Regions from separate parts of the Mus musculus genome. Here all the other regions are linked to region 1. A link is a contact called in public HiChIP or PLAC-seq data. All regions are on one chromosome and are shown on one strand. The core of a region is the stretch at or near the end of the contact, and the rest is flanking DNA. Distances in the headings are between cores, read along the strand shown. Region 1 holds the start of Ust (uronyl-2-sulfotransferase). Region 2 overlaps Ust (uronyl-2-sulfotransferase). Region 3 overlaps Ust (uronyl-2-sulfotransferase). Region 4 overlaps Ust (uronyl-2-sulfotransferase).

The links. HiChIP or PLAC-seq counts read pairs in DNA pulled down with a chosen protein or histone mark.
Region 2: an H3K27ac HiChIP or PLAC-seq map of extraembryonic endoderm stem cells shows a contact between it and region 1, with 4 times the contacts expected there. The contact joins the enhancer-like site here to the promoter of Ust in region 1. A contact is called at or near these places in 1 of 39 promoter capture datasets (hippocampal neurons), 1 of 484 Hi-C or Micro-C datasets (uterus), 17 of 115 datasets of contacts at active chromatin or transcription factors (bone marrow-derived macrophages, craniofacial prominence, differentiating embryonic stem cells and 10 more) and 4 of 9 other capture datasets (adipose tissue, embryonic stem cells, liver and 1 more).
Region 3: an H3K4me3 HiChIP or PLAC-seq map of stem cell-derived neural progenitor cells shows a contact between it and region 1, with 3 times the contacts expected there. The contact joins the enhancer-like site here to the promoter of Ust in region 1. A contact is called at or near these places in 2 of 39 promoter capture datasets (the C10 cell line and hippocampal neurons), 8 of 484 Hi-C or Micro-C datasets (bone marrow-derived macrophages, conventional dendritic cells, embryonic fibroblasts and 5 more), 20 of 115 datasets of contacts at active chromatin or transcription factors (CD8 T cells, the NIH/3T3 cell line, astrocytes and 13 more) and 3 of 9 other capture datasets (adipose tissue, bone marrow-derived macrophages and embryonic stem cells).
Region 4: an H3K4me3 HiChIP or PLAC-seq map of bone marrow-derived macrophages shows a contact between it and region 1, with 5 times the contacts expected there. The contact joins the enhancer-like site here to the promoter of Ust in region 1. A contact is called at or near these places in 1 of 39 promoter capture datasets (hippocampal neurons), 1 of 484 Hi-C or Micro-C datasets (uterus), 13 of 115 datasets of contacts at active chromatin or transcription factors (the 230-238 cell line, bone marrow-derived macrophages, embryonic limb bud and 3 more) and 2 of 9 other capture datasets (adipose tissue and embryonic stem cells).

The regions. Positions count from the first base shown.
Region 1 is chr10:8,517,283-8,520,240 of GRCm38.p6, forward strand. It overlaps Ust (uronyl-2-sulfotransferase), which reads right to left and starts at 1,543. Exons shown (of 8, transcript NM_177387.3): 1 at 868-1,543. The coding sequence starts at 1,117.
Region 2 is chr10:8,296,171-8,298,870 of GRCm38.p6, forward strand. It overlaps Ust (uronyl-2-sulfotransferase), which reads right to left. Exons shown (of 8, transcript NM_177387.3): 5 at 1,886-2,039. Among named protein-coding and RNA genes, the nearest start is that of 4930573G07Rik, 88 kb to the left of the region's middle. Within about 2 kb of position 1,256, at least 9 of the 459 cell types and tissues checked have an H3K27ac peak or open chromatin away from gene starts, as enhancers often do. A contact at or near this core is called in extraembryonic endoderm stem cells and neural progenitor cells, where this site is marked.
Region 3 is chr10:8,362,974-8,365,673 of GRCm38.p6, forward strand. All of the region lies in intron 2 of Ust (uronyl-2-sulfotransferase), which reads right to left. Among named protein-coding and RNA genes, the nearest start is that of Ust, 150 kb to the right of the region's middle. Within about 2 kb of position 1,423, at least 27 of the 459 cell types and tissues checked have an H3K27ac peak or open chromatin away from gene starts, as enhancers often do. A contact at or near this core is called in adipose tissue, bone marrow-derived dendritic cells, embryonic stem cells and 2 more, where this site is marked.
Region 4 is chr10:8,275,777-8,278,737 of GRCm38.p6, forward strand. All of the region lies in intron 5 of Ust (uronyl-2-sulfotransferase), which reads right to left. Among named protein-coding and RNA genes, the nearest start is that of 4930573G07Rik, 68 kb to the left of the region's middle. Within about 2 kb of position 1,530, at least 7 of the 459 cell types and tissues checked have an H3K27ac peak or open chromatin away from gene starts, as enhancers often do. A contact at or near this core is called in bone marrow-derived macrophages, where this site is marked.

The DNA.
Region 1 (2,958 bases), core at 293-2,792:
CTCAAACCACCTCAGAGACAACCCCCGCACGACCTCTCCTGGCCACAGAAGTCAAGGAATTTACACCCTCCCTCAGCCAAGGCACAGGAGCCAGCATCATCCCTGGGACCTGAGCGAGTGCTGGCCAAGCCTTGGCACTCAGAATCATGGATGAGAGAGCAGCGAGGTCATACCTCACTGAAATCTGTTTTCTTGGGTTCCAACCTCTTCCTTTTTCAGCCACGAACCAAAAAGAAAAAAAAAAAAGTTGACTTAAGACACATACGGGGCGGAATTTCGAAGGCGGCACAGTTGACTGGCACCTAGAAACAGCCCCAATTTCTCCCGCACTCTCGCTGCAGTCCGCGGGGTGCGCAGGTGCTGCCAAGGAACAAACCAACCTAGGGAAAGACTGGAATCACCTGGGCCAACTCACAAACGGGGGACCCAGTGGATAGAATATCTAAAAGTGACTGGAAAGCGGGGTTAAACCAGCCCACACAACTCAGAAGGGAAAAGCCAGACGGGACAGGATTGTAAGTTGTTAACCACATCCTAGAGAGGACTGTGCACGCACCGCCAGGCCAGCATACACACAAATATTCACAAACATGCACATGTCTATTCTGCCCCAGTTGGAGTGGCGATTCGGGGACAGGTACGTGGTGTCCGGGCTTGGGACACCTGCCCGGAGTCCCCCGTCGCTGCGGGCAGCCCAGAGTACTGTAGGAAGCAGGCGCTCCCAGCTGCCTCACTGAGGGATGCTCAGTGGCATCCCACCTGGGGAGCCTCGGGGACCGTGGTGGCCGTGACAGCTTTAGATGTTCCCCGCTTATCACCCTTTCCCCGAGTGCCCAACTTTGCGGGGCTGGCGCAGCCCTTCCCTACCCAAATACTGCCGCAGGTCGAGCAGGAAGCGAGGGGGTCCCCCGCTGAGCTGGTAGAAGAGGGAGCCCAGGCAGAAGACCAGCAGGGTAGCCATGCAGAAACCGTAGTCCCGGAGGGAGAAGCGCAGGAAAGGCAGCAGCGGGATCCGGCGCTTGCAGCTGCCCAGGCACGGAGGGGCGCCCCCCACAGGGGCCCCATGGGGCCAGGGATCCGTGCCGCCGCCGGGATGCTGCTGCTGCTTCTTCTTCATCGCCGGCTCCGCCGCCTCGAACAGCCCGCCCCGGCCAGGAAGAGGTCACCCATCCGCCGCCAGCCGGAGCGCCTAGCCGGCTGTCTGCACATGGAGAGGGACGCGCTGAGGGCAGCCGGGTGGGGGCGGGGAGGGGCCGAAGTTGCCGGGCTCAGGGTACTCTGCTCGTCTTGGTCCCCACCGCTCGCTGCGGCCCCAAAGGGCCCAAAATGTCCCGGGCCCCGCCGTGGGGGTGGCGATCGCAACCCACGCCTGGTCGCGCGTCCTGCTAGCAGCCCCGCGTCCCGTAGCAGCCCTGCGCCCCAAGTCCCGCCGCGCCCCGGGCTCGCTCCCGGCTCGCCTCCAGCGCCAGCGTGGACCCCCCGGGCTTTGTGTGGGTCGCGGGCGGTGTGTTTGGTCCCAGTTCAGGCTCGGCTAGCTCAAGGCAGGGAGGATCGGGAGGCGGACACCACCCTCTCGCTCCACCTCCTTGACAGGGGCTTCCCTCCCTCCTCGCCTCTCCTCCCCTCCCCTTTCTCTCTGGCGCGAGACGGCCCGCTCTCCTCCCTCCCCGGCCCTCCCTTCCCTCTCCAACCCTGGGCTCGACGCTGGACTCGGTGTCACATTACGGCTTCTGCTGGGGCGGGCAGGGAGGGAGGAGGGGGCCGAGGATCAGCAACAAGGAAGAAAGTTTTTGGGTGCGTGGATTTTTTTTTTTTCCTCCTCCATTCTCTACAATCTGGTCTCGGTTCCTGCGCTACCAGCGACCTCTTGGGGCCCGCTGACTTCCCTCTCGTAAACAGTCGCCTTGGAGGATTTGACTACGTTTGTCTTTTCATTTGGGGAACTTGATTCTCTTTCTATATCCCAAGCGACCCACCTACCAAAAGCCGATATAAAATGTGCTGGGATATGGGTTCAAGACCTAGCCGGGACGGTAAAAGGCAAGAGGTGGGTGGTTTCGGCAGAGCCAGGCATAGCTCACGCCCTTGGCTCAGAATCAGAGGGCGCTTTTTTCTTGCCCTCCCTCGTCTTACAAGCACTCCACTGAAAACAAGGGTACTCCACTGACTGGAGGAAGACCTTACAGCAGATATAAAAGGAGAAGGCTCTGTGCCTTCACAGACCTGTTTCACCATCTCTCTTCCCACCGCTGGGAAGTTTCTAGAACTGAAAGAGCCCACGGAGCTTCCCAGAGACCTATCCGAGAACAGGGCTGCTCTATCAAACACACTTAATCGTTTTTGTTTTTACAAATCACCAGATACACAAGTGATATGGCCTAAGAGTTACATTGTGATTCCAGTGTCCTAGATTGTTTTTCTGTTGCTGTGATAAACATCATGACCCAAAATAACATGGAGGAAAAAAAGAATTTGTTTGGCTTACCAGTTACAGTCCATTGTGGAGGGAAGGTGAGGCAGGAGGAACCTAGAGACAGGAACTGGAGCAGAAACTGGAGAAATGTGCTTACGCGGGTTCTAGGTTCACCTTCCGCCGTCTTTCTTGTACTGTCCAGGGCCACCTGCTTAGGAACGGCTCTCTGCCTGCTGTGGCCTGGCCCCCCTACATCAATTAGCAATCAAGAAAATGCTCCCCAGACAGGAGCAAAAAAACAATCTGTTGGAGACAGTTCTCCAATAATGTTTTTCTTTTCCAAGCTGAGTTAAGTTGGAAACAGAAGTGACATTTAGTGACATAAGCAGGTAGGTAGGACTGTGAACAAGACAGATATATTAACCACTGCAGCATGACACTGGGCAGATTTCTTCATGGTTTCCCTGGGATTAGAAAACAGCATTTAGCTCAGGCCACACAATTCCGATGCCTCTCAACTCTGATCCCCAAATCATTCTAAATAG
Region 2 (2,700 bases), core at 6-2,505, 220 kb before region 1:
AAAGATAATTAGAAAATATTATTCCTCTAGAAAGTGATATACATCATGTCACCAGTCAAAAATATACTAGTAGCCATACTCCAAATAGTAATTTAAAGATAAAGATTAGAGCACTTGTCACCATAAACTAAAAACAATAACAATAATAGCAGTAACAATGAACATTGACGCTTTAGGTACATGAAGGAATATTGAAAGACTTGAAAATGTTTAAGAATTCTTACCCTGAGATATCTTGGGGAATTACCAAATCTAAACATGAAACTGGTGCACATCCCATAGACACATAGCTGGAAACTCATTTGATGTGATGCTTTCAGTAGCCATACAATGTTGACTAAGAAGTCATGTCAGGTTGGGGTGTAGTATGTGGATGCTCGGAGTGTCTGATCTGAGGGCATTTCAGATTGTCATGTAAGGATGCTCAGCCTGTACTGGTGGGGATTGTACAGCTCTGTGTCTGATCTGGGCCCACCTACCACCCTAATACACACAACTGAGAGGCTTACATTTTCCTCTGTGTCTCTTATCACAATCTTAGGACATGAAATCGACACCAAGGGGTCCTCCAAAGAATGGTTTCAGCATCAAACATACTGTGTTTTTTTATGAATCAGAAAAGGTTTAGCTATTGTGATGGCTCTGTCACTAACTTCTCTTGCTGACAAGACTGGTGATGAAGACAAGTGCTAGTAGACACATTGACACCTCTCCACTTCCTGTCCTGCCCATCCATGCCCAACAACACAAGATGGCCTGAGAAGCCCAGCAGGCTCTCACACACAGAGGGCATGATTTCTGCCTCTTAAGCAGGGGGCTCACTGCTCCTTTGTAAGTGTTTTTCACTATGTCACTAAGAGATGAGAAACGTGACCTTTATTCTGGTGTAGGATGGGCTTGGGCAGGTATTGGAGGAATGGAATACAGCTCTACCTTCTATTTTTGTGAGTAATTCCTGGCTTTATAAAACAACCTTTACCGAGATTCAGAAAAGCAAGCAAAGTTCAGCATTTTACAGATAGTCATTGGCAGCATGGGAGGAATGTAGGATTTGAAGTTAAGAGGGCTGGCAGGAAGACAAGCAGCTAGCTAGCAATTAGACCAGATATCGTGAGGTGTACCCTCCGGGGAACAGGACTCTGGCAATCCTATGTCCTTTTGGAATCTGAAGGCCCTCAAGTGAAAATCCACTCCCTCAAGAGGTTGCCATGGGAACTAAGTAGGCTGAGGAAAGAGAACAAACTTTGCAACCCTCTGAGAGAGATCTCTAACCACAGCTGTTTTTAACAATAGGAGTGGCAGGTGGGTGGGTTAGGACTCCCAAGGAATGTCAATAAAGACAAACTGGACAAAGCAAATCTGGAATCAGGTCTGGGTCACCTGAGACAAATTCTCACTCACAAAGGCTTCCCCTGTGTAAGCTCCCAACCTGGATTTATCTAGCTGTACTGGCTGGTTTTGTGTCAACGTGACACAGCTGGAGTTATCACAGAGAAAGGAGCTTCAGTTGAGGAAAAGCCTCCATGAGATCCAACTGTAAGGCATTTTCTCAATTATTGATCAAGTGGGGAGGTCCCCTTGTGGGTGGGACCATCTCTGGGCTGGTAGTCTTGGTTCTGTAAGAGAGCAGGCTGAGCAAGCCAGGGGAAGCAAGCCAGTAAGTAACATCCCTCCAAGGCCTCTGCATCAGCTCCTGCTTCCTGACCTGCTTGAGTTCCAGTCCTGACTTCCTTGGTGATGAACAGCAGTATGGAAGTGTAAGCCGAATAAACCCTTTCCTCCCCAACTTGCTTCTTGGTCATGATGTTTGTGCAGGCATAGAAACCCTGACTAAGACACACGCTAAGGCATCAGAGAGCCACCACAGACACGCAACAGAGCTTACCAGGTAGCGCTCCTCCTGCCTCATGCTGGGGGTGCGGATCATGTGATTCTGTTCCCCTCTCCAATCTCCAAAGCGACGGAAGAAATAGTTAGACAGAAATCTACTGACGGGGTCTCTGATGATGTTGATGTAGACAGGCTGGTCTCCTCCAAACCTAACACAGGACACAAACAGGGAGATTGTTAGGACTCACCCCTGGAGCAAGAAAATCAGGCCTGCTGGAACAAATCTTCCCTCTAGGTTAACGTAATCCAGCTATTAACCTATCTGCTGCTAAGGTGCCTACTACTGCTTCAACAGGAAACTGTAAAGTAGGGCTTTTGTAACCATGCAGGAAACATACAGTTGCCCACCAGGACACTGTGAGACCAGTTTTTTTTTTTTTTTTTTTGTCTTGATATATGTGTGTGTGTGTTTTCAGTAGACATGGCTTTATTGAGGACAGGGCATAGTATTCTTGACTTTGTATCCCAGTGGCTGATGCAGAACCCACTGTCATACAGGTGGCTCTCAGTGACTGTTTCAATCAACTGCTTGATTCTGACTGTGTAGTGGTGACCAAGTACTTATCTACTGCAATTTACACCATCGCAGCACGGTGCTTTAAGATGAATGGACTGAAAAGAGCCTTTAATCAACATGTTCTTAAAGCTTTACACTGCAAACTCCAATACTCCATGGACTAGAACCAGAATTCTCCCCATCTATAACTGGGGAAGCTGAGGCAGAAAGAGGATAACTAAGCTGTAGCTATGCCACAAGATAGACACAGGTCATCTGGATCCAGAATCTTCACTTTTAACCACAGGAGGAAA
Region 3 (2,700 bases), core at 173-2,672, 150 kb before region 1:
AATAAAATCTACTTAACACAAATTTTCAGATTTGAAAATTAATCAGACTTGAGCTAAATACACAATATGTATGTATGCATGTATGTATGTATATATGTATGGATGTATGGATATGCACAATTCATTAATTAGTGGCATTAAGTAATGGAATTAGGTTAAGAAATGTGTTAGCTAGCACATTTCCACCCTAGGGCTCCTCAGACGGACAAATTGAAAAACCTTCCTGTTAGAGATTTCACACTCTTAACAGGTACTGGATCCAACCCAACGTTAAACTTAAGAAAAGGCTGGAGCCGGTAGGAAATTGGTCTGCTCTTTTTCTGCACATTAAGAAGTCCTTGAAATGAAGTGGCTCTCCTTTGTAATTCAATTGTTCCTTCAACCTTATGTCTTATTGATCTTTTTAGAGAAAAAAAAAAAGCACAAGTCAGCCCGTGCCCTCCTTGAATTACCACGGACTTGCAATGAGTCAGGTTCATCTAAAGGGTACTTTCCCTCTTACACAATGTGGCTTCTTTGAGACTATTTCCAAGAGCTGACACCTCCGTAAAGCATCTTGACAGCTTTCCCGAGAGAGATAAACAACAGAGTGACTTCCAAATTCCGACGTGCATTATGGGTTCTAATTTCAGTTTTTCGGAAAACACTGCTTTTGGTTCCTCTCTGGACATCACGACTCAAAAGTGCATTTAAATTATTGTCAATTCCACTGGCCAGAGAGAATGCAAATAATGAGCAGGCTAAGGTCAGAGAGAATGCAAACGAGCAGGCTAAGGCTACCAGGAAGGATGCCTTTCCTAGAATATACTGCAATGTGCACACTGAAAATGTTCTTTGCATGATTTTAGTGTGTGTGTTTGTGTGCGTGTGCGTGTGTACATATATATATATATTTGTGATTCTGCTTTAATTTCATCCTTGGTTACACAGCTACAATAATTTAAAGTACCAATAAAGGCCAAAGGTCAGATGCTGATTCTCAGTGGCTGATGGAAGGGTATTAAGATATAGCCCCTCCCCTTGGAAATTGGATGAAGACCCTCACAAAAGAGCCTTTCAGGAAGCATTTGGTCCTCTCACCCAATCAGATTCACCCATGCAAGGATACAGGTATCCCTGTCTCCTAAGAATGCAGGTCTCAATAGACCACATCTTGATTTTGGACCTCCCAGCCCTCAGAACCTCCAGAAAAAGACTTGACCTACCCAGTCTCTGAACCTTTCTTAAAGAAGCACAAAGCAGCCCCAGACAGCCCAGGAAAGCCAGACCCTGGTTTGGTATTGCAATTCTCCGGTGCTCTCTTTCTATTTGCAAACACACATCAATACAAGCCAAACTGCTTACTCACCCAGTGCCAACAAGCAACCCAACCTTCACTAGCTGTGAATAGATTACCCTAACCGTAGTGTGTGGCTCCTTTCTCTTAATCCTCTCAACAGCCATACCCTGTAGGGCCTTTTGTCTCTATTCAACATGGGAGGAAGCAGAGGAAAATAGATATTCAGAAATCAGGGCCAACTCCCACCGTTAGCAAAGAGACACAAATTTAATCTGAAGGTTCCTTAAACTCCAGCAGCAAAGTTCCCAATACTGCTGCAGCAATCTTCAGAGGGGGGGAAAAAAAAAGCCCTGCCTCATTGACCATCCTATACCTCAGCGGCCACTGAACAACCCCCATAATGGCTCTATGAAGTACATAGAAGATATTTATCATCTCGGTTTGTTTTTGGCTATACTGGTAGTATTATCCGTGATGCTTTTAAATGACACTACAGAATCATGTTCTAAATCAAAAGACCTGAACTTCTCAAAACCTCATACTGTGCCCACTGCTCTTATCACCACACAACCACTCCAGTGGCATATTCTTTTTAGCCAGAGGAAAGGGGCTATTGGGTTTTAAAGAGAGAAGCAACAAAAAAGAGATGAAGCGCAATATGAGGGAGAGTTTATGACTACGCAAGAAGCAATGACCTCTCTGGACATCCCTGGTTGTAATGTCCTTCAGCAATCTGTAATAGAGTCATGCAGGACAGAGCTTACATAAGTGCAGACTCACTTTGGGTACCTCTGATTGACAGGTGAAAAGATTCCTCCAGGTATATAATTACAACATATTTTCAAAGCCAAAACAGAAGCACAAAGCATGTTACAAACCCTTAAGGAATAATATGGATAGGCAATGTTTCACATACATTGGAATTGCATGCCATGGCTATTGCTATAGGAGATTAGCACAGGGTCTTAAGTGCCATTTGATTTGCGTGCTGGGGGGGGGGGAGCGTGCATGCATACACACATGAACATGCATACATGTGTGCACACCCATTCACACTTTATAGTTTTGCAAGCTGCAGTCAATAACAGGAGTTAAAAGCTACTTTCTCCAAAGGCCATCAATCCTGCAAGGACCAAAAACGCACATTAGTAGCCGGGAGTAGTACTCTCTATGGAAGTTCACTTTTTTGATGCAATTATTTTTATTTTTACTATCACTATCATTATTATTATTATTATTATTATTATTATTATTAATGTATCTGTGTGCAATCAAGCATACTGTGGCATGTGTGTGGAGGTCAGAGGATAACTGGTATGAGTCGGTTCTCTCCTTCCACTCTGGATTCTGGTATTTGAATTTGAGACTTCAAGCTTGCATAGCAAGGGCCTTTAGCCACTGAGCCATTCCGCTGGCCCAAA
Region 4 (2,961 bases), core at 280-2,779, 240 kb before region 1:
AGGAGCTGAGAGTTCTACATCTTTATCTAAAGACTGCTAGCAGAATAGTGACTTCCAGGCAGCTAGGATGAGGGTATTAAAGCCCACTTCCACAGTGGCACACCTCCAACAAGGCTATACCTATTCCAAAAAGGCCACACTTCCAAACAGTGCCACTCCCTGGGCCAAGCATATACAAACCACCACATTGGGCTAATGCAGGAAACCTGCTGCTGCTTGCCCTCTGCTGTCTACCAGGTGAGGAGGACACAGTGATGATCTCTTCCAGAGGAACCATTATGGAAGCAAAGAACAGTTCGCCCCAAATGTGCCTATGCCTTGACCTTGGACATCTAGTCTTCAGATCTGATAAAATAAATGGCCGCAAATTATCCACTCTTGAGTTTTTTTTTTTTTTAATTATTAACATGAGTAGACTAGTTGCCACTATAAATAGACTATAGGTAACTAAGATGCCCGAACTAGAACCATTTATGCAAATTATACAAAAGAGAATTTGAGAAGGGTTGTGCTAACAGGATGATATAGTTTTCTGTGACTCAAATACTCATTTAGCCACCTACTCTACAAATGGTCTTTGAACATTTATACCATGTGTCAGATCATATTTTCAGATGCTGAAGAAATTCAAGACAGAGACAGACAGACAGACAGATATGCCCTTTCCAAAGGCAGCAGCACACCCTAAAATTTTCCTAAGTTCTAAACTCTGGGAAGGTAATGTGAGGCTGCACACTAGGCAGTGAAGATGGTGCCTGCCTTCAAAGCTGACAGTCAGGCTGGGGAAGGACCAATAGAATAATCAGAGTCTCCTAGGATGGGAAGAAGCAGGTTAGCATGGCAGTTGAGAACATGGCTTCTGAAATCTGGCTGCCAGTGCTTGGTTTGCCTCCTAGTGTCATTACCAAGTGGATGCTACTCAACTGCAGGTGGGTAACCTATTTGAGCATCAGGCTCGTGTGTGTGTGTGTGTGTGTGTGTGTGTGTGTTAGACAAGCTCACTTGTGGGCTTGTATGGAGACCAGAGGTTGACATGGGAATGTCTTCAGTTGCTCTCCACCTTATTTTTTTGAGACAAGATCTCTCCAGAGCTCACTATTTCAGCAAGGCTGGCTGGCAACCAAGCCTGTGGAATCTGCCTGTCTCTATCTCCAGCATGGGGGTTACAGATGTGTGCAGTCACACTGGCTTTTAACTTGGGCACTAGAGCATCAGGTCCTGCTTATGCTTGTCTAGTAGGCACTTAACCCACTGAGTCATCTTCCCTGTCCCAGGCTTCTCATCTGGGGTAAGATCATAACACTTTTTTCTGGGGCTGCTGAGAAGATCAAATTAGCCACACAGGTGCTCAATACAACCTTCGATGTAGTCTAGACTCAAAACAGGCCAGAGGAGAGAGCCAAGGACCCCGGGATGCTGGGACTGAGAGAGCCTATGCAGAGGCTGGAAAGCACATGGCTAGAGAAAGGGACGAGGCAAAGGCACAAGAATTAAGAGATAAGTAAGGCTCCTCTCAAAGGAGGAAGTGAGAAGTAGGGCCTGATTAGTACTTGCCCAGGCTAGCAGGACAAGTCTAGATTACTACTAAGAGCCTAGTGGCTAGAGAGGCACCAGCCAAACAAGGAGAGGAAAACCAATTGCCAGTTTGAAGGGAAATTAAGGTTTGACTGGGTAGATGAAGAACTTCTTTTAAAAACCGGGATAGTTACAGCTGCGTGTTACATAGGTATTATTCAGAAGTTTTAAATATCATAGGCATTTTGTTATACAAAACCAAGACAAAGCAATTTGAATAAAACTCCAGAAAATCCTTACAGGATACAGGGCATACATGGAGAAGAGGGTTTGAGGTATCTATGGAAGTACAGATGTCATACTGTGACCACAGAGAGTATCATCTAAATAAGAAAAGGATCACTCAGCTTCAACACCTGGAGTTTTAACATAAAGGTAAAAACATGAGCTAATTAATGCTATTAATCATCTAAATTTAACCAGCACAGTGGGGAAATGGCAGGCTGAGGGGTCAGAGGCATGTTACCTCAAAGGAAGTCAAATGAGAGGTTTCAGCCACTTAGGCCAACTTAGCAGTGTCCACTGTAGACCACTCAGGGTTGGGGAGAAGCACGGGCAGTAGAGGTCACTGGACTCTCCAAACTCTCCCTTGGGCTTCTCAAGTCCCAAACTGCGGAGAAATCACACCAACTAGGCGCCAACTTCCCTCTGGGGAATCTCAACTCATCTGCTTCCACATCCCTGGTTAAATGGACTCATGGAGCATGCCTCATGTGCAGGGTCCAACAAGGGGTCCTCGCCTTTCCTGGGGCAGATATGTTTAGGGTTATTTCAGAGACCTTTCCAGCCTTTTGTTGCTGTTCTCAGGAAGAGATCAGACAGGCACAGTGGAACACATACCTGAAATATGAGAACCTGGGAGGCTGAGGCAGGGGGAAAGTGTGAGCCTAGCCTGGGATACACAGCAACCCCCACCCCAAACACAAAGACACAGCAATTAAATCAAAGAATGCTTAATAACGGAAGAGATGTGGGGGCCCCAGCACCAGAAAGAGGCTGAATCTATCCAAGATCACAGAGACAGACAGTTCATATTATCATCTCGATTGTAATTGAAATCAAAGTGAAGGTGGACCAAGGTCAGCCTGCAGTTGTTTTTCATCTTTCCTTTGAATTGTAAAATTGTGAGTGATGAATCTATTCTGCATTTATTATTGTAGTTTATTAAATGTGGTTGGGAGGCACAGACTGCCAGAAAAATCCCACCCATGGGAAGAAGGCAGCAACCCTGGGACCTCAAGGGAGCACAGTAGGGCTCAACTCACTTTGTCCACATAGGCAATAGAGAAGGCAGGCACCCTAGAGCTAGCTGGGGATCATAAAAAGGATAGCTATGTTATAAGCCAGAGAAGTGTGTGTGTTTGTGTGCGTGTGCGTGTGCGTGCG